2 separate regions of the Sus scrofa genome follow, and region 2 is linked to region 1. The links are chromatin contacts, called in public HiChIP or PLAC-seq maps. All regions are on one chromosome and are shown on one strand. Each heading gives the region's core, a stretch centred on a gene start, on an enhancer-like site or on the middle of the called end of the contact. The rest is flanking DNA. Distances are from core to core; before and after follow the strand shown. Region 1 overlaps ANKMY2 (ankyrin repeat and MYND domain containing 2). Region 2 overlaps LOC102158500 (anterior gradient protein 3).

Region 1 (6,694 bases), core at 2,873-5,372:
ATTAAGACCTATTTGGAGTAATTACAGGGCATCACCTTATCTACTCACACAGTTCTGGTTTCTGAGTTTTTCAAATTTGTTTATTTACTCCCAACTAAAATTTTGGCCTTTTTCATAATTTTAGTTTTCATTTGTATTTGTTGTTTCTTCCTAGGAATACTTGTTTTAATATTATCTTATCGGGTATACTAGAGCTTTACAAATACCGTCTTAGAACACTGCTTTACACTGAACTCATTTTGAAATTACCTTGCTCCTCCTGAAAACAAATGATGACTGAGTTTCCCTTTATGTTTAAGGGCTAAGAGTTCTCTTTGAGAATGAGGATAGTATAGTGCTGAGAAAAAAATAGGTGGCATAAAGTCCAATACTAGATTTATGTTAATAATTTCATCAGGAATGAGTGTCCATGGCATCTATGCTCAAATAATGGCATGCACCAGATAACTTGTTAAAAATTCAGACCAATCCTACCACCCTGTACCTTCTAATTAGAATCTCTGAGGATGTCCATGTACCTGTATTATTACAGGTAATTCTGAAACATACCAAAAATTGGAGAATTATTGGTACTTAACATTACTTTACTTATTAATCTATGTAATTATTTTGCTTCAAAAGTATAGTATTTGATCAGACGACAGACTGGCCCACTGAGTATGATATATTCAAAAGATTTTACACACATTACATGTTCACGTTCAAATATTTTTTTCATAAAAGGTACTGAAATGTATTCAAAGTCTCCCCCCAAATGGTACTTTTGTAGGAGTCAGAAAATAATGACATTCTCAGATGTAACCAGAGGTAAAACTAAAGGATTCTTTTGCTAGAAGTATGGCTGTTAATGTGAACTAATGCTTCAGAAAAAAACTGATGGTACAGCAGAATAACCATATGGAATGTTTCCTATCACAGTTGAGTGACAAGAATTCCTTCTTGCTTTATACAGTCTTGTCATGTACTTTGTTAAATAAGCATCTGTTTAGGCACCAGAACTCTGCCGAGAGAAGATATTCAACCCCTCCAAAAACAGGATGCTTTATTCAATGTATCCTATAAAATCAGAGAAGTTAGCTAGGCTTGAGGAAGTCAAAACACTGTCAATTGATAAAGCAAACTATCTTTAACAGTATCATCTGTTAAAATGCTGAAACAGCATTTCTTAAATGTAGCCATGCCTCACACTTCTTGCTGAACTTTGTGACAGGCAGGAGCTAGGGTTCCATGGTAGGCAGAGGGAATCAAAACGTCTGCAGGAGGGCCTAGCCATCAGCATTGTCGGCAAGTGCCAGAGGAGATCCTCGTGGCAGCCAGTGGTGAGAACCACCATGCTGATGACAAAGTTACCACTGCTTCAGGGGCTTAGGAACTTGTACCATATCGAAATCTACTAGGCAATAAACAGTGGCCACCTGGGACACTCAGAGCCATAAGCCTTGCAGTAAAGGGCAAAATACATAACTCTTAAGGAATAAAGAGTTTGAAGAAAAATTTTTCTGAAATGCATTAAATAAATACTATCATATTTGTATTACTTAACTTTTATGGATGACTCAGATCACTAGGACAAACGTCAATCATTATATACCATATACTCTAACTACATTATTCTATGATACAGGGCTAAGATGGATTGTTGAGCCCTACACTGACCTGCTTTGACTTTTTTGAAAAGTACTCCAGACTGCTATTTTTAGTTTTTCTGTTTTCTCTCTTGAAGGTACAATGTCAGCTACATTTGTTTGTGCTGGAAATATCCCACAGCAGCCACTGTTAATTGCTTCTCTGATAGCCATTCCTCAAACTTCCTTACTAACAGAAATATAATTTTTTTCAAAGCAGCAGGGTTAAGACCAGCAAAAACTATTCATTTCCCCAATATACCCATTTTTCCAAAATACTCATTTCCACCTATGCCACCAAGAGTGTTCATGTGGCATCAATACTGGGTTTTAGGGAGAGCATATGCTTTCCAGCTGTAGACCCATTTCCTTGTCTTGCCTGCCTAGAATAGGAATGTGAACTTGAAGGAAGAGCATTAGATGCCTTGCAACTATGAGGTCATAAACATGTGTATGATAACCTATATGGCTAAAGGGTATTGGGTAGAAAAATGGGAAAGGGTTTGAATTCTCAATCCATTTTTGAGCTACTGTGCCAGATCTGGCCTTTCTACTTTGGGCTTATGGGAATATGTGGATAAATAAACCCTTATCTATTTAATTCATAGTTGGCTGGAGTTTGAGATCCACAGCCAAAACACATTCATAATTGATAAACCACCCTCATAATTTGCTAACTTTAATCTTCCAAAAGCTTAAACACCAAACAGCCAAGCATATTAAACAGCAAGGGTAAAGAATCTCTATGTGAAATCATGGCAAGCTCTCATGAATAAATCAATGCATGAACTTCATGAAATCGTCTTGTCTGCTTAGGCCTTTCTTCTCTCATGGTTCTAAGTGAAGGCAATGGATAAAGGAATTCCTGGAACCCATTTCTAGTTCTGGTTTTCAAGCTGGGAATGATATAAAAGCCCAGAGAAGGCAGAGAAGAACTGGTATTGCCAGAGGGAGGGAGGATGCCATGAATGGGAATAGTGTCAGGATCAGTTTCCTGCTTGATAGAAAAAGGCTGATCAAGGCTGTGACTGAAATGTATAAAAGCATGACTGGTAAACAAGATGAATGGAAACCTATTCAAAATAGGGAAGGCAGGGAGTGTCTTCCTTACTACTTAGAAAATATCTGCCAAAAGGGCAATAAGTAATTTAAAGAACAGATAATAAAGTTAAAATTTACTTCCCAGAACTGACAAATGTAACTAGATTTTTTTTTTTTTTAAATGTGTGGAACGCTTATAAAAACAGAGGCATTAGGTAGAATATAAGAACTTAGGACACGGAATTCTTGTTGTGGCTCAATGGTAACAAACCCAATTAGTATCCATGAGGACATAGGGTCAATCCCTGGCTCCGCTCAGTGGGTTAAGGATCTGGTGTTGCCATGAGCTGTGGTGTAAGTCGCAGACATGGCTAGGATCCTGCATTGCTGTGGCTGTGGTATAGGCCAGCAGCTGCAGCTGTGATTCGACCCCTAACCTGGGAACTTCTATATGCTGCAGGTGCAGCCCTAAAAAGAAGAAATTGGGACATATTTTGAGATTGTTTCAGCAGGACATACCATGAGACCTCCCAGGACCCATTCTCTCACATCCCCATTGACTGGAAACCAGGAACACAGACATTCAATTTTTATTTTCATCTAGTGCAGGACTTGGTACTGGTTTTCCATAAGCTACATGTGAACAAGTATGTATCTGTATTATACGTAGGATGTGTCCCCACCTTTATAGAGGTTTCATAGAGGTGTCAAAAATGTAAGTATTAGAGTTCCCATCGTGGCACAGCAGAAACAAATCCACAAATCTGACTAGAAACCATGAGGTTGCCGGTTTGATCCCTGGCCTTGCTCAGTGGGTTAAAGATCTGGTGTTGCTGTGAACTGTGGTGTAGGTCGCAGACATGGCTATGATCCTGTGTTGCTGTGGCTGTGGTGTAGGCTGGCAGCTGTAGCTCTGATTAGACCCCTAGCCTGGGAACCTCCATATGCTGTTGGTGCGGCCCTAAAAAGACAAAAAGGAAAAAAAAAAAAAAAAAAAAAAGAAAGTATCCACTATTACCCTCTATATTATGATATAAGGAAATACCATTTTTTCAACCAGGAGCTATATACATGGAAGAAAAGGACAGAGAGGGGAAATGGATAAACAGTAACAGTATTAACAGGCAAACCTATTTTCAGGTTTGTTCCTGAAAGTCTTCTAAAATAATTCTTTCTTTATTAAATAAGTACATAATGCTAATGAGGAAGGGCCTTTAATGTGGTAATCAGGCGTTACTGATGTAGTTAACTTAGTTAGAAAGAGCCTTACAATTTCAACAGGAGCAATGCTTCGCACCAGCTGCTGGAGGAGTGTAGCTTCACAGTAAGGAAATTTTCTGATACTTTCTCTAATGATCTTTTCTTGATATACTGGAAAGCCATCAGAAGCTCGGCCTTTTAACAAGCTGAAAGATATTTTTAAAAAGTAACTGGAGTTGAATTACTAAGCACTTCCTCCCAGCTGAACTCATGAACTTTTGTTAGTTTCTTCTTTGATGCTTTTCATTATCTCTTCACATCATGATAAAAGACTCCATCCAAACTACTGTTCTACTTACACATTAGGCTAAATCTTATCAGGTTTAGGGGCCCAGAGATGTATTTATAAAACATACTAAATACTGATATAAAACATACGAAAAACACTTATCAGATTAGCTAGTTACTTATTACCATGTCAGTTATTTGTACATAGACTGATAATTCTCATTGAGTCACACCCTTCTGACTTAGTTCTCTTTTCTCAGTAAAACTATAGGAGAATTTGACCCCCAGTGGCCAGAGAACAAGGGTGATACACAGCTTTCCCAGGCACAGAAAGGGAGATACATTGAGTGCTGTTATGAATCCAGAGCAGCAACCATAGCATAGCACACCTACCCTTAAATTGAGAGTTGGGCTATTTTCTAGCTGAGTGATCTTAAACATGTTATTTAACCTCTTCAAACCTTAGGCTCCTCACCTGTAAATGGAGCTAACAAAAGCACTGCTATAAAGAGTACAGAAAAGAATAATCAATCTAATTATAATAATGCCCCTTGTTTCTTGCAGATGAAATGTGATCAACAATAATAACTGCTAATAAAATGCTTATTTTTTAAAATCATAATGAGCTTCACATAATAAAACATTATCCATTTGAGTGTGTTTTACACATGACATGGTAAAAAAAACCAGTACCTTTTGATCAGGGTGTCCAGTTTATTCTCTCCGTCTTTTAAGAAGTTAATACATTTCTGAAAGATGCAGCTAATGTAATGCATTTTCATAGCCAGTACTTCATTCATGTCTCTCTGCTTCATACATTTCTCACAAATCAAATCCATCACCTTGTAGCATTTATTCAGAGCTGCTTCTTCTGCCAGCAGAGGATTCTCATTTACAAGCATAACAATCTAGAAGAAATCCCAGTGAGCTTAAAATTCCATAAGAGATTTTCCATGTACAAATTAGGTAGTCAGTTTTGATTACCCAATAAAGTCTTTCTTATGGTCACATATTTACCATGTTAATTCAAATTAAAATGCAAATTGCCATTGATCAAGTTTTAAGACTAATAAAGAAGGACCCTGACATCATGGACTCTCTTGAACTCTATATATCAAAGTTATCATGTGATCTGCTATCCAGCTAAGCCAAGGTATTAGTTGGCCACCTGGAATCATGGCTTCACTGTCTCTGTTAAAAGCACTTTCTCTAAAGATAAGCATGGCATATTTGCACATCCTTTATCCATAGAATCAAATCAGAGCAGTTACTACTCTTAGTTAACATTACTGAGTGCTAGGATATCATGGCTAGGAATACTATAGTTCTTATTCATTCTTGTTAATTATAAAGAAATGAGATTTTTAAAGACAGAAGTCTAAGATTAAAGGGTGTATTACTTACTGATTAATTACATTTTACTGTGGAAATTTTTCTAATATATTTCTAATCATCAGTGGGAACAGGTCAAAGAGGAAAGCAAAGTTTTAAAATGGGCTTATTAGAGTTATCCAGTCTAATGCATTATGAGTTCCACACTACCCATATGTGCACAGATTAAGCTCAAATTTAGTGTAATAGGGAGTATTTTTTTTTTAAACTGGCTGTGGTAGGCTTGCATAGGACAGCTATAAAAATCCATAGTGACCTAACAGTAATGTAAACACATGTGTAATGTGGGCACAATTGTATTCTCAGAGCAGAACATCATTCAGTATTTGCTAACATACATATTACAGCTAGACACTTATCTCAGGCAATATAAACATCAGAAAACAATGGGTAGCAGATTTCAGGAATTAGATCCTTTTCTTTAGACATGAAGAAAGATAATTTGTTAACATAAGTAAAACCTATGCCTAGCCTCCTACTTAAAATTTTACCATAAATTTAATGCTCTTGTTAAATTAAAATAAGATTTTTACTTATTTTTGACACTACTAAGTTGATATATTACCTAGTATTTTACTTAAAATATAGCACCCAATAATAAATTATTAGACTTCATGAAGAAGTATCAAAATTCTTATTGGTACTTTTGCTGACAACTTCCCCTAACATAATATGTATCAGAAATTAGTTGTGACTTAGTGGCAATGAACCCAACTAGTATCCATGAGGATATGGGTTTAATCCCTGGCCTCATTCAGTGGGTTAAGGATCTGGTGTTGCCAGGGAGCTGTGGTATGGGTCGCAGACATGGCTTGGATCCTGCATTGCTGTGGCTATGGTATAGGCTGGCAGCTCCCCTATCTTGGAACTTTCATATGCCACAAGTGCAGCCCTAAAAAGCAAAAAAAAGAAAAAAAGAAAAAAGAAAGAAAGAAATTAACTTGGGGCAGAGAAAACACATTAATTACCTGTTTATACTTCTGCTGTCAACCTCAATCATTTGAAGCTATTTGCTCAATATTCTGTATACAGCATTTATAATCAAAACATAGAATTTAAATTTACATGTGAGAATTCTTTTTAAAAATCCCAAATAGAACAGTTGTTTTGTTTAAGACATTAGACTTTATTTTATAATATATAGCAGT
Region 2 (6,457 bases), core at 3,373-5,872, 260 kb after region 1:
TGGCTATGCTTACTAGTCTTCTAAGAATTTATTTGTTCTCTAGTATGTATTTATTGAGTACTTTCTCTATGCCAGGTGCTGGGCCAGGTGCTGGATATGGGGCACTTCTTGGGATACAAAAGGAAGTTAAGATTTTGGGGGTCACTTTTAAAGTTTTTTTTAATGGCCATTCCCATGGCATTTGGAAATTCTCAGACCAGGGCTTGAATCTGGGCTGCAGATTACGTTTTATTTTTAAAATACTGTGGAAGTATAATCAACTCACTAAATGTCCACTTGATGAAAAGCCGCATTCTGGGCATTCTGAAAGCAGTACAATGATGTCAAAAGAGAACTGGACCAGGGCACACAAAGCCTCCTTCTGACTATATTCTAGTGTTCACAGCACTGCGTTAAAACTCACATAAGACCATGTTGATTAATGGCCTTGCCACTGCTAAGTGCAATGGAAAGGTGACATTTGTTGCACCTAAGTATTTTTTGCCTTTTGATTCTTCTTGATTTAATAGGGTAAAACAGAATTTTAACTGTATGCCAAGATAGTGAGATTAGGCATGCATAAATACTGTTGAAAGTAGAACTGAGAGGAAAATAGAATATGGAGGATTCTAGTTCTTGGGTTCCTCTTTCCTTCCATCATTTACTCAGCCTTTTACCTATAAATTTATAGCCCTATCTTATTTAAAAATCATTCCTCATCGTAGTATCTTTTTCTTGTCAGCGGTGCAGGCCTTCAGCCCTCCTCTGGATTGAAAATGGTTGGTTTGGCCCTATTTAAATTGTTTTCCTTCTTAATCTGCAAAGGACCCACTTTTAAATTTCTTTGGGGAGTTCCCGTCATGGTGCACAGGAACTGAATCTGACTAGGAAACATGAAGTTGAAGGTTCGATCCCTGACCTTGCTCAGTGGGTTAAGGATCTGGCATTGTCGTGAGCTGTGGTGCAGGTAGCAGATGTGCCTCAGTTCTGGTGTTGCTGTGGCTGTGGTGTAGGCCTGGGGCAACAGCTCTGATTCGACCGCTAGCCTGGGAACCTCCATATGCCACAGTTTGGCTCTTAAAAGACAAAAATAAGTAAATAAATTTCTTTGCATTGACAAACACTGTTTAACAGTAACAGGGTACTGTTAAGGATAGCAGTTTGAGTTCCTATAAATTATTAATACCATAAAGCATTTCAGAATGCCATCTTTTACCTTAGGGATGTCATCTTATACTGTACAGAAAGGGTAGATTTCAGGAGACGATAAAGGCAGCTGAACCTGGAACTCGGAGTCCACTGTGAGGAGTGCAGACTCTGTTGGGCTGAAAGTTGCAGTGAAGAAATTGAAGCAGTCACCTAGTGTGGGGCCTTGGGTCCTGTGGGCTTCTAGAAGGTCTATGATTGAATTGTTGGGGTCTCAAAAAATCTCTGAAATTGTATGTCAAATTTTATTTGCCTTTGTTCTCTTTCCTGGGAAAGAGATCCCCTAATTGCCTTAAGATTCTTCCAGGGATCTCTAGAAGTAAAGAGTTAAGAAAAAGCTAATCTAGAGGAAACACTAGGAAAAGTTCTCTGTGATAGGCAGAGATAAGTAGGTAGAATCTACATCAAAAGAGAGAAAGTATAACTTCACCAATTTCCTGTCTGATAGGTGCCAAATTTAGAGTAAGTACTAAATTTTTTTTTCAGATTTCAGGTTATAATGTATTATTGTCAGATTGTACAACTTAAAAAAGTCAAGATTTTTGTTTTATGAATGACACTGATAAATTGTAAAATAGATATTAAATGTATTCTATGACAAAGCCAATCCATTTATCTATTATTATTTTTGGATGAACAGGAATTTCATTGGTAAATAGAACATGAATTACATATGATCCTCTAGTATCAGATACGTTGGTTAAGCTACTTGGGGGACACAGATGACTTTCGTCAAGGTCATGGCCCTGGAGCAGCCCACAGTATATTCAGGAAGCAAATAAACAAATGTCTATGGTTAGGTGTTATAAACACTGGTAGTTAGCATTTTCTGACCCTACTGTTTTCTTTTTCAAAAATAACAGAAGTCACTTAATGTTACGTAAAAGATCCTCTACAAAAGAAAACAAGGAGAAAAAATTGTTACTTGCAGTATAATATTTAAAGGGTCATTTTTGGTCGTTGTTGATTATAACATCATTAACATAAGTAGAAAGTAAAAATATGAAGGCAACCAGGGAAATCTAGTTCATTAAAAAAAGAAACGTTTCATTTTATTGAATGTACCCTTTGCTTTACTCAAGACCTTAATTTTGAACAGCGATAATTCGATCCTTTAAATATAACAGTTTGATCACTGATTGAATCATTTGGAAATTTTGCTTACTTACCTGAACTAGTCCATGCTCTTGCCAGAAGTGTATTCCTGGATGTTTCTGGTGAAAAATGGGTGTGGATTTATAGACACAAACAGACACACAAACACATACACCTGATCGACAGTCCCACCTGCATCGAAACACAAGCATGATTCTCCTTTAAACTTACAAAACTAGGCTTGTCTGAAAAATCTGTTCTTTCCAGTTCTCATGCTTCTTACACTCAATAAAAAGTCTCTTCTCTTTTTCTCTAAATTAAGATTGAGTGTCCTCACAAAATGAGGCCCAATGCCATCTTTGAGCTTTTTTCTCTCCTACCTTTTTCTTCCCAAGGTAATTTAATGTTTGGCTGGAGTTCAACACCCAAAAAGGTGAGGGGGAGAAGGGAACTGGTATGAATGTAGGAACTGTGTGTACACCATTGTTCCTGATGAAAGGTCAGTGAAGCTTGCAGATTAGATAGAAAGCAAATCTAAATTCCTAAGGTTTACTCTGTTTACAGGAATATAATTAACAACTAAAGAGCCTTTTATTTTTCTGAGAGAAAGAGATAGGAGAGAAATAAAAATGTTGTTTTAAAATTTAACACTTTTATAATTTGATGACTCTTTATAGTCTCTCTATTAAACCCTTGACCTTACCATGCAAAAAAAAAAAAAAAAAAAAAAAGAACAGGAAAAAAGGCAATTAGATATGATTATATTTATTTAATAATTAGTTTTTTAAATTTTATAATTAATCCATGATTATGATAGAATATTTTTAAAGTGTGGAGTAGTGTCAAAAAAAAAAAAAGGAAAATTCTCTTCCTCTTCACCAGTATTGCCTTTCTCTGCTCACCCCACCTCGAACGCACACACAAACACACTCACACTCACATTCTCACACACTCACCTTCATTCACACACACACCCAAACACACACCACTCCAAGTTCTATTTTCGGACTTAATTATTGTTAAAGTAACCTATGGCAGGGTCACCAAGTCTGGCCCACCTGTTTTTGTATAACCCAAGCGATAAAAATGATTTTTACATTCTGAATTGGTTGGGAAAAAAAAATCAAAAGAGTTATATTTTGTGGCATATGAAAATTGTATGAAATTCAAATGTCAGTGTACATAGATAGAAATTACTGGGTGGAGCCCAACCATGTCCTTTTCCTTATATACCATCTATGGTTACTTTTGGATTCTAATAGCCAAGTGGAGTACTGAGACAGGGACCATATTCAAAATATTTACTCTTTGGGAGTTCCCATCATGGCGCAGTGGAAACAAATCTGACTAGGAACCATGAGATCAAGGGTTCGATTCCTGGCCTTGCTCAGTGGGTTAAGGATCCAGTATTGCTGTGAGCTGTGGTGTAGGCAGCAGATGAGGCTCAGATCTGGTGTTGCTGCGGTGTAGGTTGGTAGCAACAACTCCTATTAGACCGCTAGCCTGGGAACCTCCATATGCCATGGGTGTGGCCCTAAAAAGACAAGAAAAAAAAAAATTTACTCTTTGGCCTTTTACAGAAGAAGTTGGCTGATCTCAAATCTAGGGGATTGTTCAACACATTTTTTTCCTTCCTTCCTCCCTTCTCTCTCTTTCTCTTTTTTTGTCTAAATACTCGGTATATTTAAAAAGCACTACTAAAGAGCTGAGGTGGTGACTATCTTGCTTCTGACCTAAAAGACAGAGTAGTTTTCGTAGTTTAAACATAGTGCTCGTTAATTTGTTATGTGAAGAAGGTTGCCATTGTTCACTGTTCTCCGAAAACTCGATTGTTCTTTAAAAATGGATATATATATATATATATAGTAAATTTATATAGTAATTTATATAGTAAATTTATATGGTAATTTTTTTCCTTTGATATCGTAAATTTATGGTTTTCCCATTGAATCTTCCTTGTGATTCTGAGGGAGCCCCCATGTAGCCAGGTTGTATTCTCCTTTTTCTATAGTACTGATTTGTGTGTTTGTCCAATTGTGCTTTCTCCCATCTGTAGGGTTCTCAGAGGGAACCTGTTGGAATATAACATTGAAATAGAATCCTTCCCTCTGCAGTTTAAGGAACTTACAATTTATTTTATTTTATTTTTCATTTTATTTACTTATTTATTTATTTATTTATTTTCTTTTTAGGGCCATACCCACAGCATATGGAGGTTCCCAGGCTAGGGGTAGAATCGGAGCTATAGCTGCCAGCCTACACTACAGCCACAGCAACGCCAGATCCAAGCTGTGATGACCTACATCACAGCTCATGGCAACGCTGGATCCTTAACCCACTGAGCAAGGTAAGAGGTCAAACTCTCAACCTCATGGTTCCTAGTCAGATTTGTTTCCACTGCTCCACGACAGAAACTCCCAAGGAACTTAAAATTTTAATTTTAAATTCAGCACTTACAAAGCAAAGAAACAGTTGGGCATTGATCCTTAAGTTTTCCTCTTAGAGTGGAAAAGCTTTCGCCTTGTTCTTGACTTGTAGTGGATTATAGAAAAATCTCAGAATATTAGGACATCTTTGCTCAACTTCTTGCGTATCATCTATTTCAATAGTGGGTGAGGATGAGAAACAGAAAGTGAAGTACTAAAGGGGAAGTGAAATTACATCTGAGCTGATCAGTGTTGTTGGTTCTTTCCCATTAGCGTGACCATGTACTATGTCCTTTAAACCAGGACAAGTCTGAGAGTAAAAGGAGGTCCTGAAAGCCATTGGAATTATATAGTTTTAAATAATTTTTGAAATACATATTTGTGAACCAGAATTGGTTTTATTGCACAATAGATTACAAATACTCTATTAAAATTATTCTCAAAAGTAAAAATCTTCAAAATATATTCATATACATCATAGCAAATTATTATTATTGATTTTTAGGGCCACACCCATGGCATATGGAGGTTCCCAGGCTAGGGGTCAAATCAGAGCTGTAGCTGCTGGCCTACACCACAGCTACAGCAGTGCAGGTTCTGAGCGCTTTTCTACGACCTACACCACAGCTCACGCAACGCCAGATCCTTAGCCCACTGAGTGAGGCCGGGTATTGAACCTGCATCCTCATGGGTGCTAGTCATATTCATTAACTGCTGAGCCACAATACGAAGTCCACATCATAGCAAATTTTAAAAAATTATTCTTTGTGTGTATTAATGTTAATCAGTTTCTTTGCTAAACTTGCCTCCTATACCAGGTGGCTGGTGTTTTTCTGAAGATATTTCTGATACCATTGGTCTTTATTTATTTATTTGATCTTAATGTGATCTTCTATTTATTTTTTTCCATAAAATTAACCTGCAGTTATCTTCAAAGTTGTTCTTATGGTTAATATATTTGGAATTGTCATCACCTTCAACTGATAATTTTCTGTAGATGATACTGTAAATTAAGAAAATTCTCCTGTAGTTGCTTATCTGCTAAATTTGAGAAAATTTATTTCATGGAGGATAATATTTTTAATCTTATAATGAATTTTAATCTTAATGAAAAATTATTTCAAATACCTTCTTTGAGTTTCTTTTCCTTCTTTTTTTTTTTTGTCTTTTTGCCATTTTCTTGGGCCACTCCCGTGGCATATGGAGGTTCCCAGGCTAGGGGTCTAATTGGAGCTGTAGCCACCAGCCTACGCCAGAGCCACAGCAATGCGGGATCCAAGCCACATCTTTGACCTACACCACAGCTCACAGCAATGCCGGATACTTAACCCACTGAGCAACATGGTTGCTAGTCGGATTCGTTAGCCACTGAGCCACAACGGGAACTCCTCTCTGAGTTTCTGTTTAAAGTCATTCTCCAGAAAATTATATAAAGTGAAACATGCAAAAGAAAATTGTTCCTCTTTATAATTGGTTGTAATTACATAAATTTCCAAGCTACAAAATTATATATATTTTTTTCTATTTCATTCCATTTGGGAACAGAATACAAATTCATATAATTAAAGATAATTTTAATAAGTCAAGATAGTCCATACTTGGGGTTAATTCTTTCAAGGGCAGTGACTCATATTTTTATAAGATTAATAGGTCATATTAACCATAAACTGAATTGAGGATTATGATTACCTATTCACTTTGTGTGTGCAGATATTTGTGCATCCATCTGTGTTTCAATTTGTCTCTCACTG

Evidence for each region. HiChIP or PLAC-seq counts read pairs in DNA pulled down with a chosen protein or histone mark.
Region 2: a contact with region 1 is called in an H3K27ac HiChIP or PLAC-seq map of alveolar macrophages. The contact joins two enhancer-like sites. A contact is called at or near these places in 1 of 47 Hi-C or Micro-C datasets (embryonic fibroblasts) and 1 of 2 datasets of contacts at active chromatin or transcription factors (alveolar macrophages).

What each region holds. Positions count from the first base shown.
Region 1 is chr9:85,855,974-85,862,667 of Sscrofa11.1, forward strand. ANKMY2 (ankyrin repeat and MYND domain containing 2) reads right to left here. Exons shown (of 10, transcript NM_001243401.1): 6 at 4,848-5,062; 7 at 3,937-4,072. Among named protein-coding and RNA genes, the nearest start is that of ANKMY2, 28 kb to the right of the region's middle. Within about 2 kb of position 4,123, at least 2 of the 83 cell types and tissues checked have an H3K27ac peak or open chromatin away from gene starts, as enhancers often do. A contact at or near this core is called in alveolar macrophages, where this site is marked.
Region 2 is chr9:86,113,654-86,120,110 of Sscrofa11.1, forward strand. It overlaps LOC102158500 (anterior gradient protein 3), which reads right to left. Exons shown (of 9, transcript XM_021063960.1): 2 at 2,355-2,399. Among named protein-coding and RNA genes, the nearest start is that of AGR2, 63 kb to the left of the region's middle. Within about 2 kb of position 4,623, at least 4 of the 83 cell types and tissues checked have an H3K27ac peak or open chromatin away from gene starts, as enhancers often do. A contact at or near this core is called in alveolar macrophages, where this site is marked.